Linked DNA regions of Mus musculus: all the other regions are linked to region 3. The links are chromatin contacts, called in public Hi-C and HiChIP or PLAC-seq maps. All regions are on one chromosome and are shown on one strand. Each heading gives the region's core, a stretch centred on a gene start, on an enhancer-like site or on the middle of the called end of the contact. The rest is flanking DNA. Distances are from core to core; before and after follow the strand shown. Region 1 holds the start of Adrb1 (adrenergic receptor, beta 1). Region 2 has its middle 12 kb from the start of Gm32575. Region 3 holds the start of Nhlrc2 (NHL repeat containing 2). Region 4 has its middle 30 kb from the start of Gm32718.

Region 1 (6,514 bases), core at 3,943-6,442, 170 kb before region 3:
TCAGCAGTCCAACACAATGTGAAATTTAAATAAGTTGGGGGAAATGAGCTTAACAAGGAAAGGTTTCCCAATAGACACTTAGAAGTTATTAATAATTCCAATTCCAAGGAAAGCACAGAACAGAAAAATAAACTCAATGGGCCAAGCTCAGCAGCAGCGAGCTCCTGAAGGGCCTATCCCAATGTCCGTTGCTTCAGTCAGTGGGAGGATGTATATATATATATATATATATCCCCCAAATTCTGATTACTCCACCACTCCAAAACCTGGCGTGCCCACTTCCATGACCAGTGTAGCAAGTCACTGCTGAGTTGACAAATCTTAGTCGTATTCTGTCTACTGTTGTGATATTAAGGTAGATACCTTTGGCAACTTGATGTGTGCAGATACAAGGGTAAGGCAGTTCCCTGCCTGTACACTGCCCTTTTCCTCCCATCTCTGCAATACTGTTTCAGCAGCTAACACACACAACTGGCTGTTGTAACTTCTGAGATTGGCAAACCAGTTTTCACCATTCCTACAACGCACAGCTCTCCTCCTAAACAACAACCCAAGGTAGTTTTCCTGCTATTCAGAATCTCGGACACGGCCGGCCTACCTGTGAATATCTGTGGTGCCCGCTTGGAGGATCCCACAAAAAAAAGTCTTCTTGTTTCCTGCAAGTCTATGTAAGCAAATCCCTCTGCAGAGTGACTTCCTCTAGTTCACTAAAGAGACTGAACACGTCTACCCAGTAGTTAATACAGTATGTCCTTAGAGCTAAAAGAACATTCGTGATATTCAGAGCTGAGGTTTGCAGACCAGCACCCATGTTTGGGGTGGGGGATACTCTCTCATGTAGGCAGCAAGGCATTAGCCAGGTGCTTCAGGGTTCTTCAGATGAGACCGACTCTTCACATTATGAATGAAAAACCCTCCAACCAAAAGCACATGCATACTTTGGGGAGGGGGGGGGTGATACTAAAATGAACTTCAGTTCCTAGGGGACTTACAGTACTATTTTATCCTGAGATGGATTTACGCTTTCAAACTAAGTTTAAGGATTACCATTTACCATCACCCTTTCCTCCCTGCCCCTCCCCTTCCCCTTTCTTTCCTTCTTCAGTTCCTACTTTCTTTTTCTGGAAACATGGGGTAAACCTGTGGGGAGCCTTTGTTGACATGGCTGCTGTTCAGCCAGCCTTTCTTCCACAGGGATCTAAAGGCCAGCACTGTTCTCAAAGGGCCCTGAGCTTGCAGACATGCCTTTGGAGAAAGGAGTCCTACCTTTTCCTGGAAGAAGCTGCCTGTCCGTCTTGTCTGTCCATCTTAGAGGGGACCCTGAGCCAAAACCATATACTTTTCATTTTGGTGACACTACGTACGGTTCAGTCATGAAATGAAAAGCTTGTTTAAACATATTGGATAAACAGACTGGGTGAATGTACAATGAATCTCAGGATGGAATTTTACTCTACACTTCTCGGGAACTAATTTTTAATGAAAAAAAAAAAAAACCTCTATCCATTTGGGTGTTATAATTCTGTTAGGAAGTTAAATGAAAGTTAGGAGGTTCAGTTTGCCTTTCCTGCCCACCTAGAACATCTGCTGAAAAGGATCTAGGTACTTGTGTGAGAGAGATAACATTTGCTTCAGGAGTCCTTTTATACATCTTTGCTTAAGCATGAACATGGCTTTTTTTTTTTCCCATTCTAAGCAGGCTCTGGAGAACTGTGAACCCACTGTGGTTTTCAATGGGGACACAAACATAAGCCATGGAAGCCACTCACCGTTATTTCAAGTGGGCGACATCATCCAGTGGATCATTCCTTCCTGCTTGTGTTTCTGTGAGATGTTGCTGCTGAGTTACCCGTCTCCAGCAGCACTCTCTCTGGCTCTCCTTTGCAGAAGATACACGGTCCCTTCTTCCATCAAGTGTAGCAGATGGGCTCTTGAGGGTGCCTGAGTTGTCTGGAATACCTTGAATCCGGCTGTGAAAATTTAGGGCAAATCTGTGGCTCTCGGTTGGTGAACACCTTATTTGGTCTAGAGGCACTTTGCTCTGTGATTGAGTCATGAAGAGATATTAAAAAGGCAGCCAGTCTGTATTTTGAAGCAAACACTCAAGTCTCTCTTGTCATCGCGGACCCCCTTACAGACACACGGCACGGAACCTCGATTGAGCTGCACTGCTGTCTTTATTGCACATGGACCAATTCCCACACGGTAGTTAGTTGCACCAGAGTATAAATACTTGGTCACACACACAAGAAGAGATAGAATATACACACGAGTGCTAAATTTTACCAGCAGATTCACGGGGGCACTTGGACATTAAAAAATAATAATAAAAATACGTAAGAGAATAATATTTATAATATGGATACAGTTACAGTACCATGATAAGAGTATAAAAAGTAACTTCCCAATAAACCATCAACTCAATAACATAATAGACAAGAGAAACTGAGTTTGAATTTTATTTTAGCTTTTTAAAGATCTGCCCACCTCCCCATCCCAGTAAAAATATTTAATTTTTTTTGTGCAAGTTAACAACTTCTATGAATTTTACAATGCCTAACACTGTGCAAAATGGCCTTCCAACCACTGCCTTTTTTTTTTTTTTTTGCCGTCTTTGTTTTTAGCCACATGTGCAATAATCTCAACTGTTTCCTTTTTGTTCTGTCCTATCTTTAGTTGACAGAGTCACATGTCACAGAGAGAGACTCAGCGCCTGGTCCTTCCAACTAGTATTGATACATAAATAAGCTGTTTAATATAAACAAGTCTTTCTATCTTGCTGTGCAATATGCACAGAGTGAGGTAGAGGACCCACAGCAGGACCACCGAGGCGCGCAGGGCACAAGGTTTGCCCTCTAGGAGAAAGCAAGGTGAACCGTGCTCCACACATAGTTTCTCGAAACCAGATTTGTCTGTTTCGCATCCTTCTTTTCCCTTTGCTTTAAGAACAGGAGACACCAGTACTCCGGAATTAGTATGCAATTTCTTTAGAAAGCAAAGGGAAACACTTCCTGGCTAATTATCACCGGCCCCGCCCCCACACCAAACCTGAGCTGAATACTTAGGTTCCTAGGTGTGGAACCGGAAAGCCAGGTGATAGACTCCATCCTGCCCCCTCCCCTCCCCGCCTAGTTTCCACTCGGGTCCTTGCAGAAAGTGTCAAAACCCACCTAGGGGCGGGGGGGGGGGGGAATGCCTGAAGGTGCATTAAACACACGAAAGGCCGAACCTCAGAGAGAAAGGAACTCAAGACAAGCCAGTAAGCCATACTAAGCCACACTCTCCCAACTCCTCCTAAACTTTCCTTTTTGCGCAAACGCTCGGTCCGGGGCTTTTCTGTACGTCTCGGATGATTCGATAGATCTGTGGGCTTTGCATTCACCTGCTTTCGGTCTTGAGTAAACAGAGATCTCCTCTCTCCCCTGGGGAGCGGCTCAGGGGCGCCCAGGCGGGCTCTCTTCCTCTAGGGATGCAGAGCCCGTGTCCAGCCCGGGACTATGGGGAGCGGCGTCCGTGCGCCCAGAGAGCCTGGCTCTCTACACCTTGGACTCCGAGGAGAAGCCCTGGCGCCCCGGCTCGTCCAGGCTCGAATCGCTGTCCACAGTGGTTGTCCCGCCGTTGCAGCCGGTCCAGGGCTCCAGCAGGCGCGCCGGTGGGGTGGTCCCGGCGTCGTCGTCGTCGTCGTCCGAGGGAGCTCCGGGGGACGGCGGCGGCCCAGCTCTCGCCAGGCAGCCGGAGGCGCGCGGCCGGTCCCCGTGGGCTGCGCGGCGTCTGCAGGCGGCCCGGCGCGCGCAGCAGAGCAGGCGCTGGAAAGCCTTGCGGAAGTCGGGGCTGCGGCAGTAGATGATGGGGTTGAAGGCCGAGTTGGCGTAGCCCAGCCAGTTGAAGAAGACGAAGAGGCGATCCGGCACCAGGTCGCGGTGGAAAGCCTTCACCACGTTGGCCAGGAAGAAGGGCAGCCAGCAGAGCGTGAACACACCCATGATGATGCCCAGTGTCTTGAGCGCCTTCTGCTCGCGCAGAGCCACGAGGCGCGACGGCCGCCGCTTGCTGGAGCGCCCGTTGGCCAGCGAGTCTGCGGGGCGCGGTGGCCCAGGTGACGGCGAGGGCTCAGGCGAGGGCGGCCGGGCTGGGCCGCCGAGGAAGCGGCGCTCGCAGCTGTCGATCTTCTTTACCTGTTTTTGGGCCTCGCGGAACACCCGCAGGTACACGAAGGCCATGATGCACAGGGGCACGTAGAAGGAGACGACGGACGAGGCGATGGCGTAGGCCCTGTTGGTGACGAAATCGCAGCACTTGGGGTCGTTGTAGCAGCGGCGCGCTTCGTCGCTCTCGGCCCGCCACCAGTGCATGAGGATGGGCAGGAAGGACACCAACGCCGAGATGGCCCACACTGTGCACACGAGGGCCCGCGCTCGCGCGCGCGTCAGCAAACTCTGGTAGCGAAAGGGCGACGTGATGGCGAGGTAGCGGTCCAGGGCGATGACACACAGGGTCTCAATGCTGGCCGTCACACACAGCACATCTACCGAAGTCCAGAGCTCGCAGAAGAAGGAGCCGTACTCCCAGCGGCCCCACACCACGATGGTGGCCCCGAAAGGCACCACCAGCAATCCCATGACCAGATCAGCGCTGGCCAGGGACATGATGAAGAGGTTGGTGAGCGTCTGCAGCCGCGGGGTCTTGGCGATGGCCACGATCACCAGCACGTTACCCACCACGATGAGCAGAACGATGAGCGCCAGCAGTAGGCCCATACCCGCGGTCCACTGCTGCGACAGCGGCGCTGAGCCCTCGCTGGCTGGAGGCAGCAGCGAGGCGGGAGGCGACGCGAGCACCAGCAGCCGCGCCGCGGTGGCCGCACCGTCGGGCAGCGGCGCGGCGGACGACAGGTTGCAGGGTTCGGAGGCGCCCAGGGCGAGCGCCCCCGCGCCCATGCCGAGCTGCGGAGGCCGGGGGCGGGGGGTGTGGCGGGGCTGGGCCGCGCCTGGGGAGCACCCCAGGAGCCGGGGCTGCGGGGCCCGCGCGGGGAGGTCGCGGCCAGGTCAGGGCAGCCGCGGCTCGGGGCCGGAGGCATGGACGCCGGGCGCCTTCTCCTCCGTAGCCGAGCGCTGTCTCCGCCGCCGCCGCCGCCGCTGCTGCTGGAGCCGCTGTCGCTGCTGGAAGAGCCGCCGGGACCTCAGCATGTTTCTGAGCGCGCGGGGCCGGCGGCTCCAACACCCAGCACCTCCCCCCCCCCCTTCGCTGCCACCCCCCCAGCCAGCCCCCGGGGCCGCGCGTCAGGCTCCCGCAGCCAATCGCCGCCAAGGCACGCCCCCGACAATGGTGCCCCCACCCCCAACACCCAGCACCCCCTCCTACCCGCGATTGAAAGGCTCCAAAGATTGCGGGCGGACTACGCAGCCAGCACCCACGGGCTGCAGCGAGCGCGCCCTTTCCTGCTCAGGCTTCTTCCAGAGTCTAGTCTGCGGCGCCCCCTGCGGCGCCCCGCCGCCTCCTGTGCCCCCCGCCAACCAGTAGTCTCCGTTAACCTTAGCACCCAGCTCTCCTTTTGCCGCTCCCGCAAGAGCGCCCTTATTTCCCTTCGGCACCCCGTAGTTCCCTCGCCTCTAGTGCCCGGTTCCTGGTAGCTATAAGAGAACCTTACAGGCGTCTCGGAGACGCAGGAGTGCCTTGGACAGCCTATCTGCTGGGATTGGAGGAATTTAGCTGTGAGACTGGGGTTCTGCCATCAGGCAGCCTGGCTCTTCCCTGATCGCGAGGGGACCTGGCCAGCATGACAGCTTGGGGGAATAGGAAGTGGGTGTTAGTGATTAGAGGAAACTTTGCAGCCAGGCGGGTTGCTGGAGCAGGGTACGCATCTGTCAGAAAGGCTCTCTGGGCGCTGTTCTCGCGCGGAGCTGTGCTCTCTCCTTCAAGTGCAGTAGATGGGGAAAGGAAGGGAAGGTTTGTGGATGTAACTGCCAACACCGAGGACCAGTCGGATACACACACAGGCCCCAGTCCCAGCTAAAGAAAAGGATGAAAGAGTTCTGAATATAAAGGAGAAGTTTAGGGCAACATTCAGTCCAGGGTAAATGACGTCGCCCCACCCCCACGCCCCTCGTGGAAAGAACACGGAGAATGACGCTTCAGACTTTTTGACTCCAGTACCAACACCTTAACATCCGCATCTGTGCTCCGTTACCCATGGGATTTTGCAATCTGAGCTGAGCCAACACAAGGTGCTATCCCTTTTGGGTTGACGTCATGAACTGGGATTTCAGATTTCTTGGGAGGGTGGCTAGATTCTCAAAACTGTGGGATTAGCTTTGGGAAGATGAGGGAAGAAAATATATACATACTCAAGGCGATTAAATCTGAAAGCATTTAAAGTCATACCACATTTCCTCGCTTCACATTGTCGAGAGAATCCGAAACTAGAGTCTTTGGCTTCATTCCTGATGCGAACAGAGGATGGGACCTCGGGCTGAGGTCCTCTGATCTACCCCTGGGAATGCCTCTACCTCAGGCC
Region 2 (6,305 bases), core at 3,446-5,945, 140 kb before region 3:
TCCAGTTTGGTAGAATCAGGTTAGCAACAGCAGTGACTTGACCTAGCAGAGACAGCCAGGCCTCAGCCTCAGGAGTCAGCAGGAGGGACCAACAGGAACACTAGGGGAAGTTCTCAACTGTGCCTCTCTCAGGGAAGCCATCAGCGAAGGCAAAGATTCGAGACAGCGAAGATGAAGACGCAAGACCCACAAGCATTGCACAGCTAGCTGTACCAGCAAGCCAAGCTCTGTCTCCATCCCTCTGTGGAGTCCAATTTATATCACCCAAACATCACGTGTCTTCTCCGTGCCTTGCCTCAGCGCCTGTATCCAATCAGCCCGAGTCCTTGGAAGCAGCAACAAACTGCAGCACACCACCAGAAGTTTTTTGGGTTTCTCTCTATGGCAACCCAACAAATGTAGCAATGTAAGGTGGACGAATACATGTGTGTCCATAGCAAAGGATCCTTCATCACCTGTCCACTCACTTGTTTGCTTTAACAGAACATCCTCTCTCCTGTGTCTGCTTCAGCGAAACGTTTCTTTCCAGTCTGCCTTAGCCTTTCACCTGTGTCCACTCTAACGAATCGTTCCTTCACGTGTTTGCCCCAGCAAAACACCATGCAGTCGAGTCTCCAAAGAACAATTAAGTTTCCACTTCGAGGAAGTGTGTGAAATGACCTGCTGTGTGCTGGGGGAGGTTGTTTCCCTCCACACGCAAAGTGCTACCATTATTTCCTGAGTCCGCTGCCCTTCCTTGAGCCTGCCCATGAGCTCTCACTAAAGGCTGGGTCCATTTGCCAGTGTGTGCCTTCAGTGATTGGCCCTCTGTTTACAGCTGATTAGGTTGGGGCATGCTCCTGACCTCTGAGGACAAATTCTGAGTGAGGAGACAGAGCAGCCTGGGTCTAGTGGGAGCCCCTGGGGCCCTAAGGTCACGTGACAACGAGACTGGGGCTTGTGTCATGGGAAGCGAGCAGCTCAGGGTAGGGTGGAGAGCAGAGGTCAGGACCTTCTGAGCAAGAGCAGACGTGCACTGAGGGACGGAGACAGGACCACACTGCCCCTGAGAGAGGAACAGAGGCAGGGTAGTGACTGGATGCCTTTCTAGGTCCCTGAAGACCTACAGAGCTTCCTGTGTCAAGATCCCAGGGGGAAACCCCTTTGCCTCCAAATAAGTCCCCCCTTCTTGCGATTTGGGGTGGTGGGGAATCAGTACTTGCTTCTACGAAATGACCTTTGTGGAAAGCACTCTGGCGAGAAGCTTCTGCCTATTCCAAGCAAAATCGGGTCCTCTTGCATTCGTTTCAAAAATGTCTTTCCAGAGAAAGCATGCTTGTAGCCAGGAAGCACAGCAAATGATGTCCTACCCCGTCTCAGTCTGTCACAGGGAAATACAAACCAGGACCACAGGGGGGTACACCTTCATAGCCATGGAGGACCACAGGGAGGTACATACACCTTCATAGCCATGGAAGATCACAGGGAGGTACATCTTCATAGCCATGGTGATGGCTGGTGTGATAATGTTCTCTCAAAGGGGATAGGAACTGGATCCCTGGAAGGAAGGAAGGAAGGAAGGAAGGAAGGAAGGAAGGAAGGAAGGAAGGAAGGAAGAGGAGGAAGGGGAGAGGAGGGAAGGATGGAGGGAGGTAGGGAAGGAGGGGGCAGGGAGGAAGGAAGAAAGGAAGGAAGGAAGGAAGGAAGGAAGGAAGGAAGGAAGGAAGGAAGGAAGAGGAGGAAGGGGAGAGGAGGGAAGGAGGGAGGGAGGTAGGGAAGGAGGGGGCAGGGAGGAAGGAAGGAAGGAAGGAAGGAAAAGAGAAAGGGAGGAGGAAAGAAGGGAGAAAGGAGGGAGGGAGGGAAGGAGGGAGGAAATAAGCAATGGGAGCCATTGTGTGGAAGTGTGACAATTTCTTCAAAACTAGACCCAGAATTCTCATACGATACATGGTGCAGATGTTTTCCCATTCCTGTGAGAAACACCAAGACCTGAAGCCCCTCGAGAGAGAAAAGGCCTCGAGTGCCTTACAGGTTAGTTTTTCACTGAGGGAACCAAGGCAGGAACTGAAGCAGAGACTATGGGGCATGCTGCTTTCTGCCTGGCTGGCTTCCTCTGGCTTGCTCAGCTGCCTTTCCTACCAGACCCACCTGTGGGGGTTGGGCTGCTCATAGTGGGGTTTCCTCCCTCATCAATTAGCACTTAAGAAAATGCCCCACAGACATGTCTACAGGCCACTTTGATGGGGGCAGGCCCTCAGCTGAGGTCCCCTCTTCCCAGATATGGCTAGATTTGTGCTGAGTTGACAAGAATTGCGACCAGGCAGGATTCTACTACCAGTTATTTCCCTGCTGGAGGTGAAAGTAGACTGCGGGAGATCCATACACTGACCTACTGGTCAACCTTCATAGGGTGGGCATTCTAGCACATGCCGAAACCATTCATCCTTAAGACTCAAGTGAAAGCAGCCAGACACAGAGGGACAGATTATGAGTCCTCTCTTGAGGTGCTAGGATAAGGCAGCTTCGTAGGACAGAAAGAAAGATGGGGACTATCAAGGCTGAGGAAAGGGGGAGATGGAATTAGCATTTAAGGAACACAATTTTAATTAGAGAGCTGCACACCCTAACCACTAGACCATCAGGAAAGCCAGAGTTTTCATTTAGGCTAACAAGACATCTCCAGGGGCAGGGAACAGTGACATATAGTGAATGCATTTCTTGTCAGCAAGTGGCACACTTAGAAGGAGACTGGATAATTTTATGTGTACCACTAAATAAGGGATGTGTGCTCAGCAAGCTCCCCTCCTGCTGTCATTTTGCTGTAGTCTTGGACACCGAGCATCTGCCAGGCCTCCTAGGAAGATCCGAGCTGCACATGTAGGCAACATCAGTGGTCCATGAGAAGAAGGCTGGGTGCTGAGTGACTTGCATAGCAGCCACTGTTTTCCAAGGCTGATTGTCCAGAGAGGATGAAGGAAGTGAGGGAGGGAGGGAGGAAGGAAGGAAGGGAGGGGGAGGGGGGAGGGAGGGAGGGAGGGAGGGAGGGAGGGAGGGAGGGAGGGAGGGAGGGGAGGGAGGGAGGGAGGGAGGGAGGGAGGGAGGGAGGGAGGGAGGGAGGAAGGGAGGAAAGAAGGAAGGAAAGAAGGAAGGAAAGAAGGGCAGGCAGGAAGGGAGGCAGGCAGGTAGGAAGGCAGGCAGGCAGGCAGGCAGGTAGGAAGGCAGGCAGGCTGGTTTTACACTTACCCTCTGGATGTGCCCTTCGTTTTTCCGAGTGCCCTCTGCAGAAACCCCACCACTCAGCACAGGACACCACAGCCTTTCTTGTGGTGTGACATCCTACCCGCATTGTACACAGACATTTCTCAGAGCTGAGCTATTAAAATGAAATTAATGTAAATGCCGAAGGAGGAATACAGCTAGTACATCTCTATAATAGACTATTAGACAGCTGTTAGGTTTCATAGTTCTAGGGAAATTTATATTATGGATTAAATATCCCATACAATAGCAACATGCCAATATATTTCATTGGGATAAAGAGTCAGGATGACACAGGGAATAATAAATATAATAAAATATAATAAATATAAATGTAATAAAATAGTAAGTGACTTTTAATGAGTGAGAAAATTGGGTGTAAATTTGGATAACTGTTAATTTGTTGTAATTGGGTAGAAGTCTGCAGCTGGGGAGGAAGTCAGAAAGGTTATTCCAGCACACAGAAAGCCTGGGTAAACTTGCACATCACATTTAGGCCCCTTTCCCATTGGAGTTGCTGTTCTCATACTCAAGAAATTGAGCCATTCACTTTTCAGCAAAGAAAGTGAGGGGGAGTTAGCGGTGATGCAGAGTTAAGGCTAACACAACACAGCTGGGACAGTGTGCTAGGTGTCCAGGACCTTTGGTCCTTGGCTCACGACCACAGCCTGGATCTGAGGTTGACCTGGGCACCAAGATCCTCTCAGAATACCAGCCTCCAGCCGATGCTTCTCTCGAGACCTCAGGTTGGGACGTTGTTTGTTTGTATATCACTGATTAGAGGTGTACAAGCACGGCCTGCTTTTTTTTGTTTGTTTGTTTTCTACTACAACCTGAGGGTCTCTCTGCCTGATGCCTGTTTTTACTGCACCACCAGGGCCTGTCTTGAGTGCTGCTGTGTAGTCAGCACTGGGCAGACCCTCCTTCCATATTTGACCAGTGGAGGCACCTGCCATCTCATGTGTTAGAGTTCCCGATTTATAGTTCACTCAAAAACACAAGTGACCCCTGACCTGGAAATGCCGCGCCTGTTCACCATCACAGGACAGTTATTTTGGGAAGTTATTTTGCTCCTATCTTGGTTTAAGCTCTGCAGAAAAGGTTTACTCTTTTTCCCAATAAAATATGTTCCCATCTCTGCTATTGTATGGAATACTGAAGCCTCAAGAAAAACAAAAGCCAGTGACACACTTCCTGGAGTTAACAACACAGGCGTTGCTGCAAACGGAAGATGAAGTCATCGAGCCCTTAACAAGCAATGTGGCCATTTTCTTGATAAGCACAGTGATTAAGATTCTGAGGGGCTCGCCACGCTTGTGTGCCGTAGCTGGATACCTATCCCTGGGCCCAAGCATATGTTCTTTTGGACTATTTAGAACACTAAACCCGACTGATGTCTTTTGCACAGCCTGGATCAATGTGGGATTGTGTAACAACAAACTAACACTACTAAAATCCACAAGCATGAGGTAAAGTATACGCTTGCAGTGGTTTCGGGAGATGCCATTGTGTTTACTGTCTTAACAAGGCTAACAGTTGGTTCTTTGGCATTCTTTCAAAAATCCACCATTTCTAGGTGGAAAGGCTGAGGTATTTGGAAACAGTCACTTTCTTGGCTAATGAGACCATTTCTATCTGGAACGAGACCTCAGAATAAAAATGACCCCCAAAAAGGCCTGCTGGATTATTATCAGGATCAGTCCTGAGAACACAAAGCACCCTTGAGTCCCACCTGACATTGCTGAATATTAAGGCTGTTTAGACACACTTACGGCTATTGTCAGTCACAGCTCTGACAGGACATTAAACCAACAGCAGGCTTCCGCTGTCCTTTCTTCAAGGTCAAGCTTGGACCATACCAGAGAACCCAGGTACAGCCGTGGTTGGCAAGAATCAAACATAAGGTCAAGACTCCTCTGCCACTGCCACAGTGATTGAAAACCTGATTTAGAAATTTCTAATCAAAGCAACGTTTAATCCACGTTAGAAGCTTTCATCTAAATAGGTAGCAGTGTAAAAGAAAAGATCAAGAGGACGGAGAGACGCTGACGTTCCCTTAGTGGGTAGAACACTCTTTTATGGAGGGTGCAGGCAGGGATGACAAGATCACGAGGGTAAAGTTCTCACGAATGTGCTCTTTGCCCTTCTGTACAGGAACCCTGAGAGGCTGGAGTCGGTAACCAGGAAGAGGGTCCTCCGCGCACGTAGGAAACCTCTATCTGTAGTTTATAAAGTGCCTTGTGTCAGGAGAGAGTCAGTCATTGCTCCCTCGATTTCTGGTTAGGCCTGAGGTGGATGGCAGCGCCTAAGCCTGGAGAAAATCAGAGAATATCAAGTGTACAGCGGGGAGGGTCACACGTTCATTTTGGGCTGCGCGAAATGGGATGCTTTTGGAGTGAAGAGAGTGGAGCATCTGCGCATGGCTGGAGGGCGTGGCTTGAGCTGGGGTGGGGTGGCATTTCCAAGAGGCCTGCCCAAAGCTGTGGGAACGAGAGGGAAGGAGAGAGGGAAGAGAGGCCAACACCAAGCCCTGGAATGAGGAAGAGGGTCTTATAGGAGATTTGGAAGAGGCGAGCTCAGAGCAGAAGGACAAGAAGGCAGGTGTCATTGGAACTAGGTAAAAGGAGTCCCTGGAGAGGGGCTGCTGTCTTTGGATCTTACATGGCCTATAAGGGCCTGTGTGCTAAGGACTTGGTGCTTCTGTGAGGCGGAGCCTTCAGGAGGCAGGGAACATGCCTTGAAAGGGCACTGTAAGATTTCAGCCCATCTCCTTCCTCATTTCAAAATCTCAGTAAGCCCCTACGGACGGCAAGAGTGAGGAGAGCCCCCCACCCCCATAGAAGAGCAGATGGCCCCTCCCCCCTCCCCCATCCTGGTGCTCCTTTGACAGCCCCTCTGTGCCATCTGCACACACCTTCCCCCACCAGCCTCTTCCGTAGGCTTCTGCTCTGCCCTCCTAGCACTGGCTGATACCCGCTGCCCTGCTGCACAAGAGAGGATGCAGGGGGCCCAGTACCAACTGCTTTCATGGCTGCACTGGCCTTTGGGAGGTCCTGAGTTGAACTTTG
Region 3 (6,048 bases), core at 3,210-5,709:
GTCTACCCAAACATCTAGTCACAAGATCAGTAGCCACACTGCTCTCACACAGATGCCAGGAGTATTGATTAGTTCAAACTTAAATGAAACCATTTTATCAATTCATTTACTTTCCTGTTATTTTTAGAAAGAAATCAACAATAAATAAAAACCTGATTATTCTCCTACCTGGACAGCAAACACTAAGTATAATCTTCCCTACCTCCAGAGGCTCTAATGCTGTAAGAGGATTTCCTAGAGCGCTTTAGAAACATTAACTGTAATGAACCATCTTGCAATGATACAAGGTCAAAGGAAAAGTATGCGCTGTACTTTGCATTCCACTGTGGTTCACGTCAGAAGCCTAATGACATTTCCTGCTAAGAAACGTAAGCCTTTGCATCATCACACTGAGAAGAGCATAAAACCGTGGCCAGATGTTTCACTTTTACATAGAACAAATTTAGTTAAGCCTGGGATAGAAAAAGACTTTTCTAAACATCTCATCATGACAAAAGTAAATTAGGCTCTGACCCTCAGACAAAGCCTGAATCCTAAATTCTGGTTCTCAGGCAAACCATTATCACTAAGTTTAACCCCTCATGAAAAAGTATATGGAAATCAAGCATGGCAGGTTAGTGGCACCTGGGAGGCCAGGCAGGGAGGCCAAGCTGACTACCTGGTGGGACAGGAGTCAGTGCTCACTCACAGATCAGATCACACTTAGAAGCGCCAGTCTTGCCCAATGGTCACTCTCCTTTGAGTAAAGGAGCCAGATGCTCTTCCCGTGCTTATGTACAGGGTGAGAAACCAATCACCGAGCAGGTACCTTTATCAGAGAATCTGCGCTCCAGGGCGTGGAGATCAGGCAGCACATGAATGCAGTTTATGCAGCAGTAGGTGAAGAAATCAAGGACAACCACTTTTCCACACAGGTCCTTGTAAATGGACAGAGGCTCCTCCGTGTTCAGCCATTCTAAGCCTGGAATTTACAGAAAACAAATTAAAACAATTAAAGGAAACAACAAAGAAAAAGAGTGAATTAACTAAACTGTCCATTAAAATGTGATTCTGTGTTCCTAAGACCAGAATAAACAGTCAAACACTTTAAGAGATGATAGCACTGCTTAGACTGTAGCAGTTGAGTTTATTAGTCTACCCAAGTCTCTTTTCTATTAATAAATAAGAGAACATCTTCATGATTCTAACAACGTACGTGCGTATGTAGGATTTCATAAAAAGATCAACTAGGCAACTATGTGGAGAGTAAAAGCCTGGAGAGGGACGGACAGGAGGATGGAAGCAGCTGAGAATGGGCATCTGCTCTGGGGAGGCAACCTACAAATCTACCAAAACCAACAAATGCAGTACTAAATCCTTTCAGAAATGGTGAACAGTCTTGGGGAGGTGAATAAAATCAACACATTCAAGTAAAAACAAGAGGAAATAAGAATAATTTTTAAAAATCCAAGTGTACCCATAGTTGTCAGAAACACATATCAGATGTAGACTTCTGCATCTTTACATAATGCCCTCCTTAAGCCACTTGAAGTTCGAGGTGCAGGAGCAAAACTCTGCAGTCACCTGTTCCTTGTTTACAAATTTGAAGGGTTAAAATTCACTCTTACAATCGACCTTAGAACCACAGCACATGGTTGTTTTTTATACAGTCAAGAAATGTCACCTTTTCACTTAAAGGAGAAACTTTATGGTTTCTCCTCGGCATATCCAACAGACACATCATCACTCTTGAGTTCTGGAGCCATTTATTTATTAAGTGACTTAAGGGGCGTGGTTCCAGGATAACTACTGACTAGCGGCTGGCAGCACACACACCGCTGAGATATAGACAAGGGCTGACTGGTGTCATGAATAGAAGGAGGATGGACATCTTGGAGAGGACACAGGAGGAAGGCACAGGACTGCATCATGCTACTAGAACAATGTACGATTTAACGCCTATGAAGCTTATTTCTGGAACTTTCCATTTCATATTTTGAGAAGGTGATTAACTACAGGTCCCTGGAACCAGACATAAAGACTAACGTAGCAAGGATTGCCAACAACAAAAGCTATACTTATTCAATGATAACAACATTCTAGAAAAGATGATCTCAAACAAATACGCTAAAGGTTTTAGGGTTCAGTGAACACTTAATTATTCCTTTTGATTAAGTATTAGCTGCATATCTAATTGATGACACAGAGCTACTAATTAACCTACTAGATGACATGTATTTCACAACCCAGTTGCAAGATATTTAAGACTCTATCTCTATAAATTGTTATGGGTGACTTATTGAGGGCACAGAGACGGTTATTTAAGTTTTTTTGTTAAGTTATTTAAGTTACTGTCCCAGGTATTTACCAGATTTAATGACAATAATGTATTTTAAGCAGCAATAATTACAATGAATATAATACATGGCCAACACTTAATGAGTCTTCTTGTTTTCTAAGAATTTGCCTGAATTACCTCCATTTCCTTACCCTAAAAAAGTAAATATCGGTTCCACTTTCTTTACAAGTGGAAAAAGAAAATCAAGACCTGGAGAAATCAAGTAATGTGCTCACAATCAAAAAGCTGACAGAGGAAGGGACAGGGATTCAGTTTCAGGTCACCCTGGATTACCCATTAGACTGCAGGCGACCCCTCTAAAGAATGAGTATCTTCTAAGATCAGTAAACGACAATCAAGATTGAACAATCAAGTTTTATCTCAAAACCTGCTTTGTCTGTTTTTAACTTTCTGTTAATAACTGGCTGCGGCAGAACATCAGGCTATGTCAAAGACAAAGCCTGATTATTTTCTTATGAGTATGATTTCAGTCACAGTGGTCAAATATCATGGTAATATAGTAAACTTACTATAAATACAAATGAAACATTTCTCAAAATTCTAACTGATGGCCTACTGGCTTATAATAGTGTATTTACCACGTGCTTTATTACAAAGTTTTCAGAAGATATGTATACACTGCATATACGTGTTTGTCATTTTTAAGTTTCTCTGATGGGACCGACCTCCATGCAGCCAATTCTTTTGCAATTCCACGGTATTTCAAATCCAGTATAACGAGGGGAACGGTAAGCCCCTCTCAAGGCGAGTGCAAAAGGGTCCGAAATATCCAAGACTGTTGTGGGATGAAGGAGGAACAGATAGATCCTTCCGGAAGATACCTGAACCCTACCACAGGTAACAAATTAACTATGCATGTGGTTTCAGTGTCACACGCCAGGACACATGCCAACACGGCAGGCTAAACAATGACACTCCCAACCAAAGAAGGTAAGGGAGCGTTTTGTTTAAACTGTACTACCGGGAGTATCGTTTCCCTATGTCCCAACAGTTCCCACTACTAGGATTCAAACCTGAGTACTAAGCTAAAATTGATTCCAGATTTTAAAGATCAATAGGTTCACCACTTTGAACGTGGAAACGCGGTTGGACTAGAAAACCATCAGATGCTATGCCTGTAGAATGTAGTCCAACTCTAGTGGTTATTAGACGGGCAGGTTTCCTAGCCTTCCCTGTGCCTCAGTTTCCTTAACTGTAAAACAAGACTAGTAAGAGGGTCTCGGTGGGTTGTACCAGGTAAGTAGGAGCTCTCAAGTGCTTCAAACCGTCTGTGGCACATTAAAAAGTGATCAATATACACCCATGGAGCCTTGAGGCTACTGACGTCAGGTCACGCAGGATTCCAGACAGAGATGCAAACACTGGTCCCCGCCCAGCAGAACCCCCTCCGTGTGTCGCTGCTCCCCTGGAGCACCTCGGGGGCTGTGGGAGGACCGCAGGGCACCGATCTGCTGGCGGGAGGGAGCCACCGAGGAAGGGGAGGACCCGGGAGCGGCCCCCACCCCGACGCCAGCCCCTCACCTTCCGGAAACTCGGGCACCGCTAGGTCCTGCTCCCAGCCGTCCACCTTCTGCAGATACTGGTAGACCAACTCATCCTTCTCTTGCTGGGTGACGGCGTCCAGCAGGGCGTACTCGAGCGAGGTCTGCGCGGGCAGCAGGCCCGAGAGGCTCGCGCCGCGCGCTCCGGGAGCCGCCATGTTGCGCGAGCTCCCGAGGGCTCCGGGGCCGAGGGCGCGGGTCGGACCAGCGTGCGCCGCCCTCTTGACTCAGAGCGGGGCCTGGCCAGCCCGGCCCTGCGCCACACACGCTTCCGCCTCCAATAAGCCTTCCTCCGGACGCCAAAGTCCAAAGGGCCGTGCTTCCCTGGCGCGTAATTAAACTCCAGAGTTGCCCACCCCGCCCCTTCCAGGTTCCGGGCCGCCGCGAAGCCTGGACGTTCAGAGCGCCAGATTCGACACGGGGAAGGCTGCTAGGGTCGCGCTCCAGAGGAGCTGGGAACCCATTGCCTTTGAAGCCCGGCAGGGAATTCCAAGACAAATAAAATTCAAATAACCATGTACACGTTTAAAAGAGCCGACTTAAGAAAAGCCTGCCCATTTGTGTGTCCCACTCTTAAACTGAGATCAGCCGATTCGGCACGGCAGTGACAGTGGGACAGCGTTCCCGCCAAGAAAGACTCGAAAGGTAAAGAAGGTAAAGCAACCCTCGGAGGAGACTCTTTTTTTTTTTTTTTTTTTTTTTTTTTTTTTTTTTAATGTAGGCAGTGAGGCCGGTGGTTTTGTGTTGACAACAACAAAAGTGTCCTGTGACTCTGGGTGTGCTGAAAGTGCGGGCGCGAATGGAATGTCCCGCGAGCTGGCGCAGAGAGGAGGCAGCTGCAGCGGGGTCCCCCTGCTGCCAGGCCAGGTGTGCCCACGAGGGACTACCGGGAGGAACGGGGCGAGCTGCACAAGGGCTCATTGGGATGTTGGCATTATTTAACCTGGGAATAATGTAGGGCTCCTTCATTGATCTTCCCCCCACCCCAGATCCAAAGGCAAAGAGCGGGAGCCTGTAGGAATTTTCTGGTACCTGACCTCTCTGGAGGTCTGCAGAAGTGGCTGATTGATTTCAGGGCAGACAGCCCCTATGGTGTGGAGTACAGTCTCACATGTTTGAACTTTGTTCACTGTGCAGGGTTTGATCCTAGGATGGAGGAAGAAATGGACTGACCCAGGAAGCTGAAACTGGTTGGACCCATGAGTCACGAATAAGGGCAGCTGTCGGTTGTAACCAACACCTCTTTGATTATGGTCTAGTCTATGGACTAGTCTCACACTAAGTAGACTAGGGACTGTGACTGGACTTGTAAATGGACACTTGTCCACATGAACGAGAGCCAGAATAGCTTTCTAACCATTATATGGAGACTGTTTTCAGTTAAAGTCATTGAGCCTGGTACTTACCGTCAGTGCTTGACATTCAAGACATTCTTGATTCTTATTTTTATAAATCAAGTTCTGAGAAGTTAAAAAAAAACCTGAATGAAATAGTGTCACAATGTAAAGAAAACCGTATAGATGTTACCCTGTAGTGAGTTCTCTTAATTTTATTATGGTATAAAATGGAACAGCAGGTGTTCACAGGTACTAAGTGGGTTGTGTGCCAATATCACCAAAGCTTTCAGTTCCAACCAAGTTAGTTGGCTTTTGGCTACTTTTTTTTTCCTATTAAAAACTTGTTACAAGAAATGGACTCTGAATTCACCAAAGACTGGTGCTGTACTCACAAAAATCATTTGGCCATGTTAGAAGACACGTTTTGGGAAGAAGAAATCTGGGAATATAAATCTAAAAGAAAGCCCAAACCCGTACATCCAAATAATTGTTCTGAAAATATTTCAGAATCTGTTGAAAAATCAACAGATGGAAAACACCAGTCAAAAGGAAATGAAAAAAGGACTTCAGAAAATCCAGGCAAGACGAAGGACCACAAAGTGTGCCTTGCAGAAACAGACAGTCAGATTTCTGCAGGTTCCAGTCAGAGTTCGAGCTGTAGAGATGAGAGTCAGCAGTCTCAAAACAAAGAGACAACACCGAAAAAGCAACATAGAACTCGCAGAGGGAAGCAAGTGACCCCGAAGGTGCGCCCTGTTTATGATGGATACTGCCCAAGCTGCCAGATGCCCTTCTCCTCATTGCTGGGTCAGACGCCCCAGTGGCATGTGTT
Region 4 (6,937 bases), core at 3,293-5,792, 220 kb before region 3:
TCTGCCTCACCCTGGCCAGACCTAGGTCTCAACCTTCCGACTCCATCAAGCGACTCTGCTGCTCTCTCGGTCTGTAATTTCTTAAGCTCAGAAATCGTTCTTTTGGGACATTAAACAGAGTTGCTGGCACTCTGAAATCTGAGAAGCTGGTCTTGAATCTGAATGGTGTTACTAAAGGCTCTACTTTCTGTTGTTTGGAAGATAAGGCTGTGAGCCTAGCTGGAAGGGTTTTTGTTTTAAACATCTAAACTCTAGAGTAGCTCTCTCCTGTCCAGGAAGAGTTCAGGGTGGGAATGATCAAGCAGTCTGTAAACAGCTGTTTTAATGTGACAGCAGAACCAGCCAGGAGAGCAAGGTGTGGTCTGCGGAGGATTCATAAACTTTAAGGCAGTGTGAAGGAACACAGCAAGGAGGCTTCTCACGCCATGCCTGAGAACTGTCCTGTCTGGGCAGGCGCTACATTCTCACCCCCTAACAAGAACGTTTTCCAACCACCCAGCCTCTCTGTGAATGAGAGTCACCTCACTGAAGGGAGCTTTCTTGCAAAAGACCAAGAAGTATCTTGGTTTGGTAGGGGGAAATGGGAAGCAAACCCAACTTTGTCTGCAGTGGATAGCTTCCTATTAAGCCAACAGGATCGTGGTTGTTCCATTTCAAAGAAATTCTACCTCCCCTCTAGTGGGGAGTTGGGCGCCCCTCCTCTGGCTTCCTCGAAAGGGCCGCTGGAGCAGCTGGTGGATCAAAGGACACCAGGGAGGGAGCATAGAGCGGCCAAGGGCGGCTCCGGGGCTGCGCTGAGCTCAAAGGCGGGGAGGAGCCGCACCCTCACTGCGGAGCTTCTCATCCCTTTGTCCTGGTATCTCCGTGGGGCTTTGAAAGGTGCCATCCAAGTGGCAAGCTGGGAACAGGTCCCCTTTGGAGCCTGCAGCCAGCCACTTCTTTCTGTCAGCGGCCCACCACACCCTCTCCCCCGCCCCCGCCTTTGATTCCCGCGGAGTGGCCCACTGCTCAGCCCTCCTTTTTTCCTTCAGGATGCTACACTTCACCTGGCTTTGAGGACTTTCCCGGGAGCAGATCTCTTCGTGGGCGACTGCTGGCCTCCCAGCGCCTCCCTTCTGCACCCGTGAGGTCCCTAAGATCCGCTGAGCCAGAGGGAAAGCAGCTCTGGGTTGCTCCCTCTCTTCCAGATGCGTTTCTGACTTGGAATCTGGGGGACTCTTCCTCCGGAAGCTATTTCCATCCGTGTATAGCTGGAAACATTGCTGGAGCTTTGATGATAAGTTTGGTGGGATGGGGTTCAAAAGGCATCACACTCAATGGTAGGGAGATTTCTGAGCACAGTTGTCGAGGCCCTTGGTTCCAACACCAACACTGCCATCACCTCCCTAAGAGGTAACTAGAGACTTGCAGCAAGTGGAAACACGCGCTCGGCTGTGTGGCACTGGCAGTCAGAGCAGTTGTTCTGTGGGAATCGTGAAGATGGGCAGTTGCCTCCCATTCCTGCACCTCGCTGTGATGCTTGATGACGATCCTAAGTGTGACATTGCACGAGTCACTATAAGGGGGGGGGGGGGGCGGTGGCTGCTCCTGGCACCCCCAATAGGCCATGTCTAAGATTCCCACAACTCCAGAGTTACCGTGCCATAGCCCAGGCAAGGATCCAACTCCACCACTTGGCATGGAGATCACAGATTGGGAATTGGCTTTTATTGGTATATTGGCACCACTGCCAAGTGTATGTGTTTGTTGATATGGATCTAATGACCTTCCTGAGAGCTACAAAGATGTTAATAAGAAAATGGCAACCCAGACTTCTCATGAATCCAACCCATTATCTAAATTAATGAGCAAGAACACGAGTTCTCAGAACCCTTAGCTTTTGGCCCTCGAGCCAGGCAGGATGCAATGTCATTATGTCCGGTAGACCTTAGGCAGCGCCTGGCTCCAGAACCAAAAGTGAGTGTGTTGCTGCGTCTGTGAGTATGGACTATGTCACTGTCACTTTCAACAGTTACTATCTTAGCCAGATAGTGAGATGTCCGCCTGCTGGGAAAGTCAGCCTGCATTCCCTGCCCCAACCCACTTTCAGGAGGGACAAATGTAGCTAGAGCCCTGTAGGCAGAGGGAGTGACAGGGCCCATGTAGAGGAGACTCCTTAGCCACCCATTCTGGGGCCACTTCTGTGACAGAGGAAGTCTTGTTCCTTGTGGTTTGAGGACATTCCTTCCGGGGTTAAGCCCAGTTTGGAGCCTGTGAGCCTCCAACCCCAAGGCAAGGAGGAAAGAGAGAAACGGGTTCCCCATGTAAAACCCTGCTCACACCCGAGTTTCAGTTCCATGTCCCAAGGCAAAGCAAAAGACCACAGACTGAAGTCACCAGGAGGCAGCCGACAGATCAACAGCTGCCTAGGGAGGGTGCTGGGCCTCAGTGTGCTGGCCAGAGGTCTGTTCTCACGGGCCTTGGTTCCGATGACGATGGCAGGTTCTTTGTTTGTTTCCTAAGAATCCTTGTCATTCTCTGTCTGGTGCTGAGACACTGGGTCCTGGACAAACCAGGACAGATAAAGAGGCTTACCTTAGCTTTCTGTGGTAGGAACTCTGGAACATCCTCCCCCATGCCTGGAGACATTTTGCTATAAATAGGATTCGAACAACATGGCAGTCAGTCAGTGAGAGAACCGCTGTACATCACCAGCTATGTGGCAGAATTAATTCCCATATGCAAAACATTTTATTCCATAAAGGCTTTACAAAGTGTAGGGCTTGAGAAATGAAGTTCACTCTGGCTCTTGCTAAGTGTGAGACCTCAGGAAAGTTTGAGAACCTGGGAGCCTGTATTAGTCTGCAGTAGCAACCATAATAAAATACCAAGGATCAGGTGGCTTAAAATAGAGACCCCCCCCCTCCATATTGAAAGCCAAAACTTCTGGACAAAAGTGTGGGGAGAGGTTGGCTGCTTCTGTGGCAGGCCTCCCTCTTGTCTTTGCGGGACTCCCTTGCTCTGTGTTCACGTGATCTTGCCTGGGTGTTTGCATTTGTACTCTAATCTCTCTTTATAAAGACACCAGTCAGATTGGATTAGAGCTCACCCCAGTGACCCCATTTTAATGTAATTACTTCTTTTAAGGCGCTATCTCAAACATAGGTTCATATCCTGGGGATTTGGGAAGGGCATGGCATGGTTCAGTTTCCTCACTGGTAAAATTGGAATCAAGCTCGTTCTCTTTTCTTGAGATGCAAATGAGATCAAGTAAGAAAAGGAACCGTGGAGGGTTCCAAGTGCTATAAATAAAAGCAGGCTGTCACTCTATAGGTAGGACAGAGAGCTCACCACAGCGCGTCTGGTGGGTGGGTTGGGGTCTGTGGACGTTTTAGTCTCCGCACACCTAACATCTGGAGACCAAGTTCTGTTTGGAAAGACAAACTTTCGATGATACAAAATGGCATGTCTTCTTGGGACTTTGAGCCTTGAGAAATAACACCAGTCCTTGTATCTGTCCCTCCTCACCAATTACATACATTCTCTGTGTCAGACGATGCAAACGGAAGTAAGGCTGCTGCAGTCCGTAGGGATCTGGGTGGGTAGAAGACATCTCTCTGGCTGCTGTGACTCCCTGGGAGCCTCACTGAGCACAGTCTTGCCTTCCTTCAGCAGATTTTGCCTAACCCTTCCTCAGTCACCAAGGCTGTTCAGGACCTGGACACTTGGAGGTCAGCCTGGGTCTGGGACTGAGGCCGCATGGTCTAAAAACTAAGGCAGGGGCAGAATTCAGGTTCTCTACTCTTCCGTGTCTATTACGGGATAGCTGACCCAGCGAGATCATTCTGGATTCTATGAAAACCAAGAGCCAGTGATGTTTGCGCACAGAAGCCCTAAGAGTTTACACTTGAAATGCAATGGTGTCTCTTCCCACCCAGACCCCTATGGAGTGCAGCAGCCCCTCTTCCGTTTGCATCATCTGACACAGAGTATGTGTGTAGTTGTCGAGGAGGGACAGATACAAGGACTAGTGTTATTTCTCAGTAACACTATAATAATGAAACACTTAGAAGATTTTACAATATCTAAAAGACTTTAAGGCTATTAACACTTGCTTTTTGATAGCGAGAGAAGCATTAGTAGTTTTGATTACAGAGTTTTCCCCTTTGGTCAAGGGTTGGAACTACAACCCAGGCCTTCTGCATGCTAGGCTGGTGCTCTACCACTGAGTCCTCTCAGATACTAGGGACCTTGGCCACCAAACTTAACTTCTTGCCTTGAAACTCCAGGCTGTTTTGCAGGGGAGGACGTCGTTTTCACTTGGACTTCAGTCTTGCTGTATTCCCAAATCAGAACTGGAAATGGGAATTATGAAGCCAAAAATATCAAACAGCCTTAGACTCTTGGTTAAAAACATCCGTGGCAACACACGACTAAGCTTCCCTCCCCCAAGCCTGACATTTGATTATAAGAGGAAAACCGCAAGCCAAACTTAGCGAACAATGTTATAATTAACTCACAAGCCCTCTTGGGCTCACTAGTGGTTTTTAGGTCTCAGACATGATGTCGGATGTTACTTAGTAGCGATACAGGAGGGAACAAAGCCACACTTTGCTCTGTCACTGAACAGCAGCCCCAGCCCGGTTCCCTCCCCTCTCAATTATTCAATATGGAGTTTCCAGGCACAAGGGAATCATTTGCATGTGATTCATTTACATAAATCAGGGTCAAAGTTATATGTTTATGTTACGTGGGGTTCTTAACAGCAAACAAGAGTCAAATCTGACCCTCTGAGGAAGAGATGGGAATGTAGTAGTACCACACGACTCCCAAAATCCTTGAAGGTTGAAGCGCAGGGCAAAACGTCAGTAGCAAATTCCAGCCAGTTACAGGTGTTCTTGGACACCCACTGCCTTTATCTTTGGTAGTGTCACTGCAACACACTCTGAGGCCTTCCTTCCCACTGGGTAACGTGCTTGTGGTGGCCTCCTGCCTGTCAGCGTGACCCCAAATTTTAACCAGGCTCTCTTCACCTTGAGGTTTAGCTCCCATCCTGATGCCTGTTGCTTTTGCCTGGGCTGAACCTGTTCTGTTGACAGTGGTATCCAGGCTTCATCTTGATTAGTGTTTAAGCAGGAATCCCAGACAGACCATACAGAGACAGAAACCCCTGGGCTGCGTGTATTTATGCTCAGTTCTGCCATGGGCTTCAAAGGCAACTCAGATTCTTGGCCTGGTAGAACAACCTCATGCGTGTCTCTGAGGGAGGGACAGATGCTAAGCCTCAAGAGGACGGTGTAGCTTACACTTACACTGAGAAAGAAAACTCTCACATAGGCATTACAGAAGTCATATGCATACAGGTAAGATGTGGGCTTGTTGGAGTAGGTGTGGCCTTGTTGGGTGTAGGTGTGTCACTGTAGGCATGGGCTTTAAGACTCTCAGCTTCCTGGAAGCCAGTGTTCTGTTAGCAGCCTCTAGATGAAGAAGTAAAACCCTCAGCTCCTCCTGCACCATGCCTGTCTGGATGCTGCCATGTTCCCGCCTTGATAATGGGCTGAACCTCTGAACCTGTAAGCCAGTCCCAGTTAAATGTTGTCCTTGGTCAAGGTGTCTGTTCACGGCAGTAAAACCCTAACTAAGACAGACATGGAGTGTGACAGACAGACGGCCAGCTTGAGGACTACTCTGCTTCCCCGGCCCTTCCACTGCACTGTTCATAGGGAAGGAAGAGCTATTCTCTACTTCTCATAGGTGAGGTACTAGGTTCTGTGTCCTGACAGCCTGGCCTTCTCTTATTTACTCCAGTGGTTCTCACCCTTCCTAATGCTGTAACCATTTAATCCAGTTCCTCGTGCTGTGGTGACCCAACTCGTAGAATTATTTTAGTTGCTACCTCCTAACTGTATGGTTGATACCTTGTGGGTTGACTGAGAGAGAAGGTGGTGGAGGCCTGAGGCTGGCTGGTTGGAAGGCCCTGAGGACTGAAATGGGGAAGACCTGTTTCAGCCAGAAGGCATTTCACTGAACAGAGGCACATCCTCTTCGAGGTCTGGTTGCCTGGAGACCAGAAAAGAAAAGACTACTGGCGCTTAGGGCCCTGATGGCCAAGACAAGTACCACTGAGACCCAGTCTAGCATGCAAGGGGGAGCAAGCTCCCATTCTCTCCTCAGCAGCACTAGAAACAGCCTGGGCTCAGGGAGGAAGCAGAGGTCACGTCTGAGGGAAACACAGCACCCACAGGATTGGGGTGTAGAGGAGGGGGAGGAGGAGGAAGAGGAAGAGGAGGAGGGAGAGGAGGGAGAGGAGGAGGAGGAGGAGGAGGAGGAGGAGTGGTGCATGCCCAAGCACATGGTGATGGGAGATGACCCAGCTGAGCATCACCACCAAACTGAAAAAATTGCTTAGGGCATGGCTCCCTCCCAGGGTTTCCTCCATAGCCTGAGTGGAGGTGTCACTTAAAAGAGAAAAACTGATTTCCCCCCAGACTCCACCCCCACCCCACTAACCCCCCAAATCCTTGATATAATGCTTGTTCTTATTTGCCAACCTAAAGGAATTTAGAACCACTTAGGAGATTGTGAGGATGTTTATAGAGAGAACTCAGGCAGGAGACTGACCACTTTCTGATGAGTGGACTGAGGGAGAGGTCTTGTCCCCTGCCTGCCTCTACTTCCTCCCAAGCAGGAACATCTATTGCCAACACCGCCGCCGCAGCTGCCATCCTCCACTGGCCTCCCGCTCCAGTTCTTCAGCCTTCAGCATGGACCAAAGGCCAGCAGCTCTCCAAGAAATGCCCCTGGCCACTAGATAAGAACTTCTGAGGCAGCCAGCTTTGTGGGCTGAGTATCCACTGGGTTCTCAGCCTCTCCAGTGTGCAGGCAGCCATTGCTGGACACTCCACCCTTATCTATTGCTTCTGCTCTTCTAGAGAACCCTGCCTAATATACTTGGGAG

The links. A called contact is a pair of places that touch in the nucleus more often than the background predicts. HiChIP or PLAC-seq counts read pairs in DNA pulled down with a chosen protein or histone mark.
Region 1: a contact with region 3 is called in an H3K4me3 HiChIP or PLAC-seq map of embryonic stem cells, with 29 read pairs. The contact joins the promoter of Adrb1 here to the promoter of Nhlrc2 in region 3. A contact is called at or near these places in 8 of 39 promoter capture datasets (cranial neural crest, embryonic stem cells, frontonasal cranial neural crest and 4 more), 6 of 484 Hi-C or Micro-C datasets (the HL-1 cell line, cerebral cortex, embryonic stem cells and 1 more), 27 of 115 datasets of contacts at active chromatin or transcription factors (SST interneurons, bone marrow-derived dendritic cells, bone marrow-derived macrophages and 17 more) and 4 of 9 other capture datasets (adipose tissue, liver, macrophages and 1 more).
Region 2: a Hi-C map of CD8 T cells shows a contact between it and region 3, with 2.8 times the contacts expected there. The contact joins the enhancer-like site here to the promoter of Nhlrc2 in region 3. A contact is called at or near these places in 1 of 39 promoter capture datasets (liver), 2 of 484 Hi-C or Micro-C datasets (CD8 T cells and nephron progenitors), 11 of 115 datasets of contacts at active chromatin or transcription factors (bone marrow-derived macrophages, double positive thymocytes, effector CD8 T cells and 7 more) and 3 of 9 other capture datasets (adipose tissue, liver and pancreatic islet).
Region 4: a contact with region 3 is called in a BATF HiChIP or PLAC-seq map of CD8 T cells, with 10 read pairs. The contact joins the enhancer-like site here to the promoter of Nhlrc2 in region 3. A contact is called at or near these places in 23 of 39 promoter capture datasets (the 3T3-L1 cell line, 3T3-L1-derived adipocytes, the C10 cell line and 14 more), 3 of 15 datasets of contacts at CTCF or cohesin (CD8 T cells, the NIH/3T3 cell line and pro-B cells), 11 of 484 Hi-C or Micro-C datasets (CD8 T cells, adipose-derived mesenchymal stem cells, bone marrow-derived macrophages and 7 more), 49 of 115 datasets of contacts at active chromatin or transcription factors (the 230-238 cell line, CD8 T cells, DN3 thymocytes and 31 more) and 4 of 9 other capture datasets (adipose tissue, liver, macrophages and 1 more).

Annotation. Positions count from the first base shown.
Region 1 is chr19:56,720,795-56,727,308 of GRCm38.p6, reverse strand. Adrb1 (adrenergic receptor, beta 1) reads right to left here and starts at 5,192. Exons shown (of 1, transcript NM_007419.3): 1 at 2,159-5,192. The coding sequence starts at 4,937. The coding sequence ends at 3,537.
Region 2 is chr19:56,687,276-56,693,580 of GRCm38.p6, reverse strand. No RefSeq gene overlaps it. Among named protein-coding and RNA genes, the nearest start is that of Gm32575, 12 kb to the left of the region's middle. Within about 2 kb of position 4,695, at least 23 of the 459 cell types and tissues checked have an H3K27ac peak or open chromatin away from gene starts, as enhancers often do. A contact at or near this core is called in CD8 T cells, double positive thymocytes and pancreatic cancer cells, where this site is marked.
Region 3 is chr19:56,546,672-56,552,719 of GRCm38.p6, reverse strand. Nhlrc2 (NHL repeat containing 2) reads right to left here and starts at 4,459. Exons shown (of 11, transcript NM_025811.3): 1 at 3,860-4,459; 2 at 809-961. The coding sequence starts at 4,037. Dclre1a (DNA cross-link repair 1A) reads left to right here and starts at 4,598. Exons shown (of 10, transcript NM_001360437.1): 1 at 4,598-4,746; 2 at 5,017-6,048. The coding sequence starts at 5,570.
Region 4 is chr19:56,769,931-56,776,867 of GRCm38.p6, reverse strand. No RefSeq gene overlaps it. Among named protein-coding and RNA genes, the nearest start is that of Gm32718, 30 kb to the right of the region's middle. Within about 2 kb of position 4,542, at least 26 of the 459 cell types and tissues checked have an H3K27ac peak or open chromatin away from gene starts, as enhancers often do. A contact at or near this core is called in the 230-238 cell line, CD8 T cells, DN3 thymocytes and 3 more, where this site is marked.